Regions from separate parts of the Zea mays genome. Here all the other regions are linked to region 1. A link is a contact called in public Hi-C data. All regions are on one chromosome and are shown on one strand. Each heading gives the region's core, a stretch centred on a gene start, on an enhancer-like site or on the middle of the called end of the contact. The rest is flanking DNA. Distances are from core to core; before and after follow the strand shown.

Region 1 (5,045 bases), core at 1,484-3,983:
TGATTGACTAAGGATAAGGTGTTAATGCATCTATCAAACCTATGGCCCAGACAACATTGAACCGGACAAAGACACTAATCCATAAATGGCCCACTAGTTAGTCTAAAGGATGAGGTGTTGGATCCCGACTATAGTCTGGTGGTGTCTGATAGCTCTCGGATAACTATTTGAAGGGCATCAGGCATAAAGTCCATAAGTCTGACAAGCATTTGATTTAGAGACACCAAGCCATTATGCAATTAGTCATTGGACTATAATGGCTATAATTCAATGGCTACAAACATGTGGTGCAATCCGAAGGCGTCAGACCACACACTATGGCCTAATGATGGATCATTGGATGGTCTGACGATATGCATATGGCTGATATTTTTTTCAATGGATAGTTCATGCCTTGGAGGCTATAAATACCCACAAAACTAGTCACTTGAGATGTATGGGAGTTGATAAACATTGTTAGAGAGTTAAGACTCTACTCCTATAGCCCCAGACACCAAAAGTGCTCAAAATCACTCAGTGACCAGTGTACATGCTTTGTGAAGTTCTTAAGCTAGCTAGACCACTTCATTAATTCTTGCTTAGTGGTGGTGAGATGGTCACCAATCGCTGCTACTTTATAGTAGACCTGTTCAAACGTCGAGTCGGGTCAAAGTCGGGTCGTGGGCCATTTATGACGGCTCGTACTCGACCTGTGCCTAGTGTCGGGTCGGCCTGGGCCTCCATGTTTGACGTGTCAGGTCGTTTTTTGGCTTTGGGTCAGGTTTTTTCGGGTTGGGTTGGGTTTTGGGTCAAAAATCACGGTCCGTACCCAGCCCGTGAATTATTACGGGTCAAAAATTACGGCTCGTACCCGCCCGTTGCATTGGTCGGATCAGGTCGGACAAGGTTTTTTTCGGGCGGGTCGGGTGGCCCATGATCAGGTCTACTTTATAGTCACATGAGGGGCGTGAGCTCAAAGGAAAGGAGGATGCTATAGTGTCGAGTGGGACTACATCCTATCTCTTTGGGGCAACTTTTTTCCTGAAGATATTTTTTAATAATCTGGATTACTGGATAATCTAGTTATCACGAGAATCTAGATACCACGGGGCTTACGTACGGAGGAAAATGAAGGGGTTTGCACAGTTTAAGGTTTAGGTAGCGACAGATTTCTCCTGTCACTACTCAATACAGTCTGCATTAACATTGATTCAGACAATTTTTATATTATAAGCGGATCGAGAAGCAAATCGTTTAGCTGACAGAAGCCGTTTTTGATGCCTAGAAAATAACAAACATGCCCATTGTCTGTAGGAGCACGACTGCAAAAATGAAATGAGAAAATGATAGCAACCAGATCATGGTGGTTCCCATATGAGGAAAACGAAGAATGAGAAAGACATAAAGTGGTTCGATGATGGATTAGCGATCGTCCATCAATCATGTAGGACCAACTAAGTAGTTGTTTGGTTCTTTTAGCTAAAGTTATTTATTATGTGTCACATCAAATATTTGAGTATCAATTACGAGTATTAATTATAGTTTAATTATAAAACTAATTATAGAGACAAAGATTAAACGAACATAAGAATTTATTAAGGCTATTTAATCTATGATTAACAAATGTTTAATATAACATCACTTATCAAATCATAGACTAATTAGAATTAATAGGTTTGTCTTATCGTTTAGTCTTAGGCAATGTTTGAACGTCTTGAGGTAATAGTTAGCTGCTAAAATTACTTGTAGAGGTTCCAAACATCCTCAACTAATACCTTAACTAATTGTTAGTTATCTCACAGCTAACAATTAGTTCATTAATATATTAACTGGCTAATTATTAGCTCTATAGGTTTCAGACATGTCCTTAATCTATATAATTAGCTTTATAATTAGAACTAGTCTAATCCCCGTGCGTTGCGATGGTACCCAACCATATTTGATGATATTGATTGATGACTAAGTGACACTTGAGAGTCTTAATGGACCATCCACATAAAAATAACATAATAAATATATTTAATGTCAAAGTGAACATATTGTTCATATACTATATATTGAACTGGTAAGACATAGAAAAGCACAAGTACCCTAACAAGATCATTCTTGAAATACCAAATACAACAAGTTTATCCTCTAATGCTTAACATGCTCATTGAAAATACATACTTGCTCTTGTCTTTAGAGTATCATATCAAACAATAAAAATATTCCGTTTTTATAGAGCCTTATACTCATTTCCAATTGCATAGTTTGTTTCACTTAAAATTCAATGCGCTACGACGAAAAAAGCGAGCGGAGATGTTGCAAAATGGACAGGGTTTGTTGCTAGAGCGACAACTACGAGAATGATGCTGTGCGAACAAATAGGATATAGATGAGATATGATCTGGGACCGCGAGTTAATTTTGAAGAAATACAAGAGATTATTTATAAAAAGATGAATACAATGGATTCTTTATAAAAATATGGCGTGACATGATCGTTGAAACTGATGCTTTAATATAGTAGAGATAGATATATTAATATTATAATTAGAATATTAAATTTATTTAATAATTCAAATTAATAACCAAACATCAGAGCATCAACTAAAGTTATCCATGTTGACCATGTATCCATGCAGGGCAACTGGGCAACTAACGCGAAAGTTGCCAATTTGGCAAGCAGAAATTAGGCCGGCGGTGCGCGCGCACGCTTTGCGAACACAGACAGGACGGTCCAGATCGCTCGATGCGGCATCGCATCGCATCCAGTGGACCTCGCCGCTCTGGGGTCCAGGCAGGTGAGGCCAGCGCGAATCCGCCGTCCTGGTTTCCACGGCCGCACCGCACCCTACCTCTCGTCGTCTTGCCGCCGATCCTTTTTCCGAAACCTAGCTCGCCCGCCCGACCTCCGACCTTCTAGAACCTTGCCTCCGAGGTGCCGCCCTCCCCGCCCCGCCTGCGCCGCTTGCTCATCGCTTCTCTCCCCGCGGCGGCCTCCCAGATCCGGTTGGATCGAGGGGCAAGGTCAAGAGATGGGGCAGGCCTTCCGAAAGCTGTTTGATGCCTTCTTCGGCAACAAGGAGATGCGGGTACGCTGTCTCCTTCCTTCCTGTTTCCCCTCGCTCCCTTCCCATCTCGACAGGATACTGCAATGAATCGGGCTCCTCGATAAACCGATCCGTTCACAAATCACAAGGGCGGTGGTGGCTGGTGGCCTTGTCGCACTCCTATCTCCATTTCTCTTGGCATTGATTTCAGTTACTACTGAATGGTTAGAGTCATGTGATCCGTCAACAATCTGCCAGCACTGTTTTGGCTACCAATCACTAACATCCAAGAGCAGGGAAATAATGAGTCATGATGCTAGCCAGACATACAGCTATAGTGCCCTGTGGTAACCTTACCTGTTTCAGACGGTTATAGATTTGATTTCTTGTAATCTACTAGTAGTGGATCATTTATAACGACAACAATCTCTGCATCGTGCTGCCAGTCATCCAAAGAGAGTTAAATAATGTGTTACCAACCACAGCGTGCTGGATCTTTCATACACAAGATCAAATTGTACCTGGGTAAAATGATATATTGATGTATTATTACTTCACTCATTTTCTGGACTAGGTGTTGCCATAGTGTGTACAGCATGATGCCAATTCAAGTGCAGGGCAGGCTGTGTTCCAATCATGTCTCATGTCTTCTTAACGATGATTTTTGGTTGTCCTTACATGTTTAGTCTTCTTTTTTTATATCATCGGAGATTAGAACCAGTATCCGTTTTAAGCTGAACATGCCTCTAATAGATTGGCCTCTTATTTTTTTCCTCAGGTGGTGATGCTTGGGTTGGATGCAGCTGGGAAAACCACCATACTCTATAAGCTTCACATTGGTGAAGTTCTCTCCACTGTCCCTACCATAGGTCCGATTGTACCACCTATCTGCTTGTGCATTTCATAACTTTTGGTTTCAACCATTGCTAATTACAGTTGTCCAACTCTGCACCTGCCATGCAATTGATTCGTCCGTTCATATGTTTAGTGACAGCATGCACTTTATCACATTGTAGGTTTCAATGTTGAGAAGGTTCAATACAAGAATGTAGTGTTCACCGTGTGGGATGTTGGTGGCCAGGAGAAGCTCAGGCCCCTGTGGAGGCACTACTTCAACAACACTGATGCTCTGGTCATTACTCTCGTTTCTGTTTCACAAGTGAAGCGGCATAAATTCTATTCAAAGTTGAAATTTTACATAGAAGTGTTTATGCTGTAATGTTTCTTCCACTTAGTTGTGTCCATTTGAATTTAGTATTAGTAGCTCAGAGCGCGACCAATACCACTCCCAAGCATATAGATCCAATGGCTTCTTTGTGGATGCTGGAGCCCATTTTAACAGGGCATCTTTTATTACACTTTATAGCTTAGGGAATATAGATACCCGAAAACATAATATCATTGTAGGAAATAGCTCAATTCTTCGTAGCTGCTGATTTATATATCCTAGGTCTTGATTTATTTACATTGATTTGTAGTAAACTCTGTTTCCTTGAAATGTAAGATGTTCCCCATTATTTGCTGAACTTGCAGATTTACGTGGTTGATTCACTGGATAGAGAGAGAATCGGGAGAGCCAGGGCGGAGTTTCAGGTTTGTAGTTCCTTTTGCTAATTGGTGCCTTTGTGCACTGAGCTTCTATGTAATATCTACTCTAACTTGTTTTGAAATTTTAAATCTCTTTCAGGCTATAATCAATGACCCTTTTATGCTTAACAGTGTGTTATTGGTGTTTGCTAACAAGCAAGACATGGTATGTTCAGCCACATTTTCTCTGGAGCATTTATTTTGTGTTGTGATTCATTTTAGTGGGTGATTTAGAAGGGCTGGCTTGGTGAAGTGGTTCTATCTTTTTTTGTTCAAATGTAATGTTAACGATTATGTTTTGTTCATAAATGTAAACATGCAAATTATGGTTTCTTGCTGAAGTCTGGCCATTCCAATGCGTGTACTGGAAATAGCTGGCTGCTCCATCCTTTAGTTGTGTAAGCAGTTCTGTTTCTTTGTCGACAGAATATGTCAATATGTTGGT
Region 2 (5,045 bases), core at 808-3,307, 690 kb after region 1:
CGGTGTAACCGATTGTAGCTCGATGGTTTGTGCTGAGCGCATGAGAGACAGTAGACAATTTTCTATAGGTTCGGGCCGCTTAGAGAGGCGTAATACCCTACTTCCTAGTGTGGATCTTTATGTGGTGGGTTACAGGGGGATTCTCTAGTATGAGGGATGCTAGAGAATTGAGTAGATGGCTAATGAGTGACCTATTCTTTGATGGGGTGCCCTCTAGGCCTTATATACTCGACCATGGGGCGTTACATGCGGGTATGATAACTATGTGCTCCTAAGTAATAGTGAACCGACTGAACTTATCTCCCTATTATCCTGCCGACTTATCCTCGTTCAGTTTCGACGTCTGAGGGTGCTGCGCGGGAGAATCGGATCAATGCTGTGGATAACGTTTAAATCCATTGAGCCGCCTGGGCTCGAGTTGATCCAATCTTGCGCCGATCCATTCTGCCAGTGATTCCTCCCCTGGCCCACGAAGGGGTGGCCTTGCGAAATAATGGGCCCAGAGTCTTTCGCGGGCCTTCCAGCCTTCTAGTGGACCCGGGGGATATCTGTCCCCCACAGTAACAACCACGGAATATGAACAAAAGTTAAAAACAATCATTATGGCAATGGTATGCATAGATTTACAAATGCATAGATTAACTCATGTGTGATGAACTAACAGATGATGAATTTAGAAATGTATACATTAACATGATTTAGTTAAGAAGATATCTGATTCATCAAATAAAAACAGAAACTAAATTCATTGATGCTTAAAATAAAATAATATAAGTGGCCAACTGAATTCATTGATGCACTGGACAATAGATGATGGTACATACAGATCTTGTTTAATCACCACTTGAGGCACATACAATTCATTATAGCAAACACAGTAAAACATTGTAATGAAGACATGAAAATTTTTCTTACCACTGGAGCTCGAGAATCCATTTCATTGGTTGGTTCATCTCCAAAATCTTCAATGAGGACAGGGTCAATAGGTGCATAAATAGCAGATCGACCTCCACCATGACTACTAGTGCCTCTCCCCCTAACTCCACGGTAACCTCGAATTGCACCTCGGGCATGAGAAATAGGAGCTGAAATGGATCTGGTGGATTGAAATAGTGTGCGCGCTGATCTACCACGACCAAGAGGAGGCAAACCTAGGTCGGATCCACCATCACCTGACTGGAGAACATCTTGGTAGGATGAGAGATATGGAAAATCGGTACCCTGGGACTAGGAGTTCAGATCAAGAGCTTCAATGCGGCTGCGAGGTGCTGGAACGTTGATGCGCGGTGGCAGAGCAAACGACGACTGCGAGAAGGTGTCGAAGTCGTCGTCCTCGGGAGCTTCATGACCAGTGCGGTTCTTGGACGTCGATGAAGAGCAACCTTGGGATAAGAAGTCCCTGAAGTTGTGGTGGTTCTCCATCTTGCGACCGATGACGGAGAAGAAGGAGCGAGCGGCTGGTGGTCAGATGGGGAGCAAGCGGCTGGGGAGCAAGTTGGCGGTGGCCGGATGGGGAGAAGCTCTCGAGCGCGATGTCCACGAACCCGACGGCGCCGAAAAGGTGATATGACGGAGCGCGATGTCCCGTGGATCATCCCATGAATGGAGAACAAAATCATTGCCGAAGAAGGGTTTCCACCACGGGGACGACGACACCGACGGGACGACGACGACACGCGCCTCCACCACGGGGACAACGACGACACGCGCCTCCGCGGCCTTCTCCGCCGTGAAGAGGGGAGCGCGCGGTGAAGGCAGCACGCGTGGTGACGGGTTGTGGCGGCGTGAAGGGAGCGCGCGCGGGCTGTGGCGGCTAGGGTTTTTTTGCCGATGCAGCTCGAGAGCCGGGAGAGGAAATTTTGCTGTTTAGTCCCGTTTAGGAGCCCTTGGAGGGACTAGAGACTAAACTAGTTTAGACCCTTTATTAGTTCTTGTGTTTGAGGAATTAGAGACTAAAAAGAACTAAAAAGTAGGGACTAAAGATTAGTCCTATGGAACCAAGCAGAGCCTAAGTCGCACCGTCCAGGTGTCAACTGCAAGGGAAAACAAAGAGTGTGTGCTGTGTGTTATCCATTTCTTCTCCTCTCTGCTCTGTTCACTTCGTTCTAGTGGGGAGCGCCGCCGCTGCAGTTGCCGCCGCCACCAGAGCAGTCCACCTCGGTCTGATATGGCGACCGGGAGTGCAAGTGCCATCGCGTCCTTCTCCGTGGCGGCGGCAGCGGCTGCTGCTCTGCGCGTCAGGCGGCCATGCGCTCGCGCTTGCGCTTGGGCCCCCTCGCAGCGACCGCAGCAAGGGGCACTCGTCAGCCTCAAGCCTTGCGCCTCACTGGCACCACAAGCTCCTCTGTGGCGCGCGGAGTCGGATGCCGCGGGGGGTGGTGCCGGCGCCGGCGATGTCATGGGCCTCCTCCTCCGGGAGCGCATAGTCTTCCTCGGCAACGAGATCGAGGACTTCCTCGCGGACGCCGTCGTCAGCCAGCTCCTCCTCCTTGACGCCATCGACCCGGACTCTGACATCCGCCTCTTCGTCAACTCACCAGGGGGATCCCTTAGGTAAAGGTCTTGTATTCTTTCCCTAATTACAGACTTCCGTTTCAATCCTCATTATCTCTAATCCATTCATTCATCACCATGGACTACTCTTAATTTGTGTGCCTGCTTCATGTATATAGAGGCCCAATAGATTGACAACTTCTGTTAGTATGTTGGGGACTGATTACAAACCCATATCCCTGTCAAGATCGACATATTCTTACGATGTCTGCAGTCATCACTGTTTTTGGTGCAGCATTGCAATTTGCAGCACTAAATTGTTAAATGTAATCTCAACCGAACCAACCATGGATAAGTACACCGAAGAGATTACATTTAACACTCCTCCTCAATCATAACTTCCCTAGTTAAGATTGCGACAAAATTCCTGAAGCATGGTGGACATAGGGGTGGTAATGGGCCGCGATCCAAATGTTTTTTCACAATTTGTTAGGGCCCTAAATTATTTTTAGTTCAAAATGAATAGAAATAGAGCACAATCCTAATTCGATCCGATCCTTACATTTTATAGTGTAAAATTTAGAGCCCATTGTCAACCCTAGGTGGACGACAGTGCTTTGGTGAAACCATGTGCTAGTTGATCATGGGTCGATACTATTTGAACATCAAGCAACTTATGTGCAACTCTTTCTCGCACAAAGTGACAATTAACTTCTATATGTTTTGTTCTAGCATGGAACACTGGATTTGCAGACAAATAAGTAGCACCAAGATTGTCAACAACCTTGCTGTCTTTGGAGCGCTTAACTGCAACTCTTTGAGTAGAGTTCGTATCCGAATAATCTCTGCACTAGCATTTGCCGTAGCCTTATATTCTGTCTCGGTGCTTGACCTTGATACTGTATCCTGTTTTCTGGCACTCCAGGAAACTAAGTTAGCGCCCAAAAATATACAGAAACCACTAGTAGACCAGCGATCATCAACCGATCCTGCTCAGTCCGCATCAGAGAAAACACTAACGAGCATAGGCTGCGACTTGTGTAATTTTAATCCATAACCTGCAGTACCTCTGACATACCTGAGTATCCTTTTTACTGCTGTCCAATGTTCAGTACTAGGGGCATGAAGAAATTGACAAACTTTGTTTACTGGAAAAGACAGGTCTGACAGTGTCAAACTTAAATAATGTAGCGCCCTCACATTACTTCTAAAATGAGTAGCATCTTCTGTACCTAATGGTATACCAGATTCAATAGACATTTTTTCAGAAACCGCTAAAGGAGTATTATGTGCCTTGCACTGCATCATACCATCCCATTTTATGATATCTTGAGCATACTTTTCTTGTGACATAAATATATCAGCCTCACTTTTCTTTACTTCTATCCCAAGGACATAGTTAACTCTCCTAAGTCCTTTAACGCAAAATCTGATCTGAGATTGAGTAGAACTTGTGTAGCTTCTAATGAGGAGCTTGCTACTATGATTTCATCAACATATACTAATAAAAAAATCATGGTTCCATTCTTATTGTAGAAGAAAATAAATGTATCAGCCTTTGAAGGACTGAAGCCTAGTTCTTTTAATTTTGTGCTCAATCTAGAATACCAGGCCTTGGGAGCCTGTTTTAGACCATACAAGGCCTTATCAAGCTTGCATACATATTGAGAAGATTGTTTTCATGCCCAGGAGGTTGCCTCATGTATACTTCTTCCTCCAGAACGCCATGAAGAAACACATTCTGCACATCCAATTGCCGAAGACACCATCCCCTAGAGATAGCAACAAACAAAACAATTCTAATAGTAGTTGGTTTTACCACTGGGCTAAAAGTGTCTTCATAGTCAATACCATATATATGTTTAACCCCTTTTGCAACGAGACGGGCTTTATACCTGTCTATAGTTCCATCAAACTTTTTCTTAATTTTATATACCCACTTACAATCAACAATATATTTATTTCTCATTGCAGGTACTAGATGCCACATTTTATTCCTCATCAGGCCATTATACTCTTCATCCATATCATTTTTCCATCTTCTATCTCTTAAGGCCTATTCAACCTGCCGGTGTTTGACGTCGAGGAAGCGGCTACATAACAATGACGACAAGACGTAGCAAGGTTCGTAGTCGTGGCCCAGGCCCACCACATGTCATCTCACCCATGCAAGCTCATTTTGAGAGGTCTGTGCCCGGGCACGACGCGCAATCCACGCTCTCGTGCACCATTTGTGGCTCCATAGGACCCAGTTCTGGGGGTTGTGCCCTAGGCTCCAGAGCTGCGACACATGGCTCCACCTCTTGTGCAAATTCCACAACTACAGCATGGCGCGCGGAATGCGGGTCGCCGACCAGCGCTCATGCGAACACCGTCCTGACAAGAGGGTTGGGTTCATGCCACGTCCTCAAGAGCAGCCTCCACCTGCTGGATAGGCTGCTCAACCGATTCATCCCGTCGGGGCCGGGTGCTTGGCACTCACGTCAGCTCTATATAATGTGTCCGCAGAAGTTTTGCCCTCACCTCCTTGAGAAGTACAATGGGACCATCAA
Region 3 (5,045 bases), core at 896-3,395, 590 kb before region 1:
AAATTTTAGATAAATTGTTTTATATACTATTTGCTCCTTATACAAAATTTAAAAAGATGAAAAATTATTTGTATACGAATTTTATATTTATCATTTGAGAAGATATATGATAAATTTAAAGTTTAATTTTTATAAGTCTTTGCTAAAAACAAAAATATGCAATTGCATAGCTGATTCTATATCCACAATAAAGAAACAAAAAAATAATATCTGGATAAGTATTTGTTTCCATCTCTAGATACATGTGTCCCCATCTGATACGAAAATCGTGTGAGCTCATACGTCCGCGCCCAATTACTAACTAAGGTCATTTTAAAAATATAATAGCCGAACTCAACACTGAGTATATATCTATACAAATACAATGTCCATGTGTTACGACAATATATTAACATATTTGATAGTATAGTTAGTACAACAGTTATACGATAACCGAGAGTTTAATGGCAATCCAGTGTGATGCACCATTCCGACAAAAAAAATTAAGGTGAACCCTCCACACACAAAGAATTAAAATTAAAATAGACATATAGTGCACATATCAGATATTAAATTACATATACTATACTTTTATATTGCCAAAAGGTCAAGAAAAGTATAAGTTCACAAAAAGACTTACCCATTTTTTATAGCTCGCTCGGTCTATCCGAGGTTTCTCAAACCCCATCTATGGTGTAACGACTCATTATTTGTTAGACAGAAGTGGAGAGCAGGAATAGACCTATATGCTTTGCACACGACACACGACACATGAAATGGTGTTTTAAAAAGTAGAGATCTATAACACTACATGATTGTCCAATTAAAACTTTGCAAAACTAATACAACCAAACCACCCCCCACATCGATAACCTCCACTAAGTCCACCAAACAAATTGCACTCAGAGTTACACACAACATCAAAACCAACGGTTCATATCACTGGATAACCTCCATTGCCTTAATCACTTAAATCCAACGAACAATATTATTTAGATCATTTCTCATCCCTCAACCTCTCTCCCTCGCGACCCTGTCACCCCCAGTTTCTCCTCCCCCTTATTCGCGCCATTGTCAACCCCTACCCCTGCGCCGCCGCCATCGTCGACCCTACACTCATGTCTCCGGATTTGTAGCATTAGCACAGGCTATATGTTAGTTTATACCCCTATATAACACACCACCTTAAAGTTTGTAAAATCCACCCAACCAAATCATCCTTACACCAATAACCTCCTTCTAAATCTACAAAACAAACTAATCAAATGATTCAAATCGCTGGATAACTATTATATCTCTTACTTAATCAAATCTAGTAGCTAATGTTATTTGGATCATCATTAATTCTTCATCCCTCACACACAATAATCCCTGCCTCCCCATCCCCTATGACCCCGCTGGGCCCTCCTCTCACTCATGCCGCCAAAGCCGACCCCTCTCCGCCCCCTTTCCCACTCTAGGATCGTAGTGTTAACATGAATGTTGAGCAAAAATTCTACTTTCAACGCAGAAGTTTATTAATTCTCAACACCCCTGAGCTGTCTTTTCGTATAATTCTTTTACACATGCAACTTTACAGTCCACGCTGCATCCTTTAGGCTGTCTCCAGCAGGAGACTGTAAAGGGTCATGTACTCTAAATGTAGGGGACGGTCAGGTCCTTTATCCCTCCAGCAAGGAACTCTAAAGCGTCCTCTATCTGTAGAGGGTGCTCTATACACTGTACACCTTTTTGTGTTTGTACGCTCACGTGGTGACGAGTAGTAATAGAGGATGGAATTTAGGGGATATTGCTGAAGATGAAGAAGATATAGAGTACATAATCTTTTAGAGAGTGCTGTAAAGGACAAAGAATATTCCTTTAGGGGATCAAATTTAGGGGACGTTGCTGGAGACAGCCTTAGTTGTTCCATTTTTGGGAAAGTTCCTTTTCTTCTCTAGCGTGCATGCATCATAAAGGAAATATTTGCTGGGCTATGATGTGGATTGTAGAGGGATTATTATTATTAATTAACAGTAAAAGGATGACAATAAATTACAATACAATAAAAATGTTTAAATGCAATTTCGGTGAAAATTAAATGATATCACGAATTCCAGGGTGGAAACCCACTCTGGAAATGGGCTATGTATATAGACATAGGCGCGTATACGAGCGAAGGAAACGGAAGTTTAAGTTATTCCCAAATTGAACGGCCCAAAGGGAAACCCCACCACAACCGGTCTCGAGTCTCGACAGATCGGCGTCTTCGATGCCGCCGGCGCAGGCGCCCTCCAGCGGCGGCGCCGCGTGGCGCCAGCTGCTCCTGCTCCTGACAGTCCTCCCGCTCACGCTCGCTGCGCTGGCTTTCGTGCTCCAGTGGCGCGGCGGCGGCGGCGTCGATGACCCTACCACTCGCTGGCCCTCCCACGCCTTCCCCGGCATGGCCGAGCCCACCCCACCGTCCCTCCCCTCGTCCGACTGCGCAGACGTGCTCGTGGGATCCTCCGCCCCCTCCTTCCCCTACATCCGCGGCTGGTCATTCACCTCCGACTCGGGCGCTGCTATGGGTTCTGTAGAGGAACATCTCCAACCCAAGGTGTGCGTGCAGACGAGCACCTCCGCGGGGCTTGAGCAGATCCTGCCCTGGCTCTTCTATCACAAGGTCGTCGGCGTCGCGCAGTTCCTGCTCTTCGTGGAGGGCAAGGCGGCGAAACCCAATGTCGCGGGAGTCCTCGAGTCAATTCCTGTGAGTCGCAAGATTCTTTGTTCGTTGGTGTTCTTGATCCTCTACAGTTCCGCAGTTCCAGCGCTAATTTCAGTGCCTTTTTTTGTCTTCATGATTGATTGATTACGGAAGGGGGTAAAAGTGGTGTACAGAACTAAGGATCTTGAGGAGCGGCAGGCACGGAGGTCAGCTTCGTTTTCTCAGTCCCCTGTTTCCGATAACAGTTTTTCTTGTGTGTCATTTCCACATAAACCCCATATAAAAAAATAACTGCATCTTGTTTCAACTTTCAAAGTGAGAACCAAAAGCATAGGGTTGCTGGTGTAGCCAGACAAAACTAAGTCAGACCGCATCCAACCATTGACAATTATGGATAAAGGGAGAAATTTTCCATGCCTAGTTGCCTACTATTAACCCACTTCTAGGACATGTCGAAGATTGTTTAATAGGGAATATACGCGGAATTTAGACAGGTTTGAGCCCTCGATGCGAGATAATACCCTACATCATGTTTGAGGTGGTTCTGTTGTTGTATTGTATGTTCTAATCTGATGATTCTATGATCTGATGCTCTCAGGCGGTTCCCTGTCCCTCTTTTAATATTCTAAGGAGTGACGGAAGTTACATGATAGGCACCGAGTCGGCTATCAAGTTCATGATGGAACCGAGTCGGTACAAAGTCATACGTGAATTGAATTCTATGTCTTCGAGTTTATCTCTTATTCTGTTGAGATCTTACTATATCTGCGCTTCTAGAATCCTCCTGGTGGTTGTAGGCTCCCCTGGTCCTATTGCCGAGTCCTTCGGCTTGTGGCCGAGCCCATGAGCTCTTTTGCTCAGGCTCTTCTTTACGAAGCTTGGATAGATGCCCTAGTATATATTATTGATAGGACATAGCATGTCATAATGTCTGGCTTGGCATGTTCTTTGATAGAGTTTTTATCACTCATCTCTGTCACCTTCCTGATGTATTTTATTGCTTGGGCTCAAGTCGAATCTGGAATGAGACTTGGCTTTCAGGATTTTTCTACAAACCTTGCAACTATGAACTCTTTGTGAAGCAATCCCTCAACATGGAGATGGCTATTGTAATGGCTCGGGTATGTCTCTTGCCTGTTATATCTGCTGTTAATTCTGTTATGTTAATGATTGAGCTTTTCATTTGTAGCTTTAGTTAGTCATTGGGGCTGCTACGCAACAATGTTGATTTCTAGTTTTTCTTTGTGATTTTTTCTTTAGACATTTCATACACTAAGGACAATGCTATTTGTTGAAGGATGGTGGCATGGATTGGATCATACATTTAGACACTGATGAGTTACTTTATCCTGGCGGAGCTGCTGAGTATTCTGTTAGACGTTTGTTAGCTGAGGTCCCTCGTGATGTCGACATGGTTATTTTTCCAAACTATGTGAGTGAAACAAAGCCAAGAATCAAGTTTTACACTGCTACTCATATGTCTTGTTGTCGACAAAATTCCGATTACTAAATAACTTAAATGTCTTCAGGAAAGCAGTGTTGAGCATGATAATATAAAAGATCCATTCAGCGAAGTAAGCCTTTCTCTTAAATTTCTTTCCCCCTTAAGCGCTAACTGATATACCATTATTTGCAAACCACATGCTATGATGTTAACTCAACTTTGTGCATCTGAGAATAATACATCTACTGATCGTGAAACTTTTATACACCATGAAGTTAATGCATTCATTTTCTTTTCATTTTGATAATCTCATGTGCAAAACTGGGAGCAACTATATTCCTATAATTGTGGGCACTTAACAAGTTCATTTTTTGCAATGAAAATTTAGTTTTGTTTGCAAATAATTGCATGTTGCAGTTACTAGTTTCTGCCCATGTTTATAAGGCATCTATAGGGGAAGCTCATTTGTTATTTTTAAATTCTTGGATGTTTTATATGCATTTATTCAGATTTTCTTTGTTCCTCCCTCACAATTCCTGCTTAAGGTGAGTCCTACTCAAGTATTTCATGACTACCTATGTTTGCTTGAAGACTATTTTGGACTTGCATTACTTGTTGCTTGTTCAGACATTCACATAGAAAGATTTGTAAACGCTGTTGAATTCCGTTTCAATTTCAATCCCTAATTAAAATTGAAGTATTTTAATTATGTACTGTATATAGAATTTAGTCAGTTCAGTAAGTTGTATACATGTACAAAAGATTGAGTTGGTTCTGGTGAGTGGTGACTGACTGACTGTAGCTTCACCTTTGCATAAGTTGAGGTCATCTATGTGCGGGTATGTGGCTTATGATACAATTTTAGGTGGCCTGCATATATGATGCAATTTATATAAGATATTTTTGGATTCAAGAATAATTGTGTTGTGAACTTTC

Evidence for each region. A called contact is a pair of places that touch in the nucleus more often than the background predicts.
Region 2: a Hi-C map of bundle sheath shows a contact between it and region 1, with 5 times the contacts expected there. The contact joins the promoter of LOC100272517 here to the promoter of LOC100192068 in region 1. A contact is called at or near these places in 3 of 25 Hi-C or Micro-C datasets (bundle sheath, ear and leaf).
Region 3: a Hi-C map of ear shows a contact between it and region 1, with 2.4 times the contacts expected there. The contact joins the promoter of LOC100273097 here to the promoter of LOC100192068 in region 1. A contact is called at or near these places in 2 of 25 Hi-C or Micro-C datasets (ear and tassel).

What each region holds. Positions count from the first base shown.
Region 1 is chr1:108,492,479-108,497,523 of Zm-B73-REFERENCE-NAM-5.0, reverse strand. It overlaps LOC100192068, which reads left to right and starts at 2,733. Exons shown (of 6, transcript NM_001294310.1): 1 at 2,733-3,055; 2 at 3,792-3,882; 3 at 4,030-4,145; 4 at 4,547-4,606; 5 at 4,701-4,766. The coding sequence starts at 2,999.
Region 2 is chr1:107,804,422-107,809,466 of Zm-B73-REFERENCE-NAM-5.0, reverse strand. LOC100272517 (ATP-dependent Clp protease proteolytic subunit) reads left to right here and starts at 2,057. Exons shown (of 2, transcript NM_001146986.1): 1 at 2,057-2,553. The coding sequence starts at 2,168.
Region 3 is chr1:109,086,303-109,091,347 of Zm-B73-REFERENCE-NAM-5.0, reverse strand. It overlaps LOC100273097, which reads left to right and starts at 2,145. Exons shown (of 10, transcript NM_001147546.2): 1 at 2,145-2,707; 2 at 2,819-2,871; 3 at 3,678-3,786; 4 at 3,963-4,097; 5 at 4,195-4,239. The coding sequence starts at 2,231.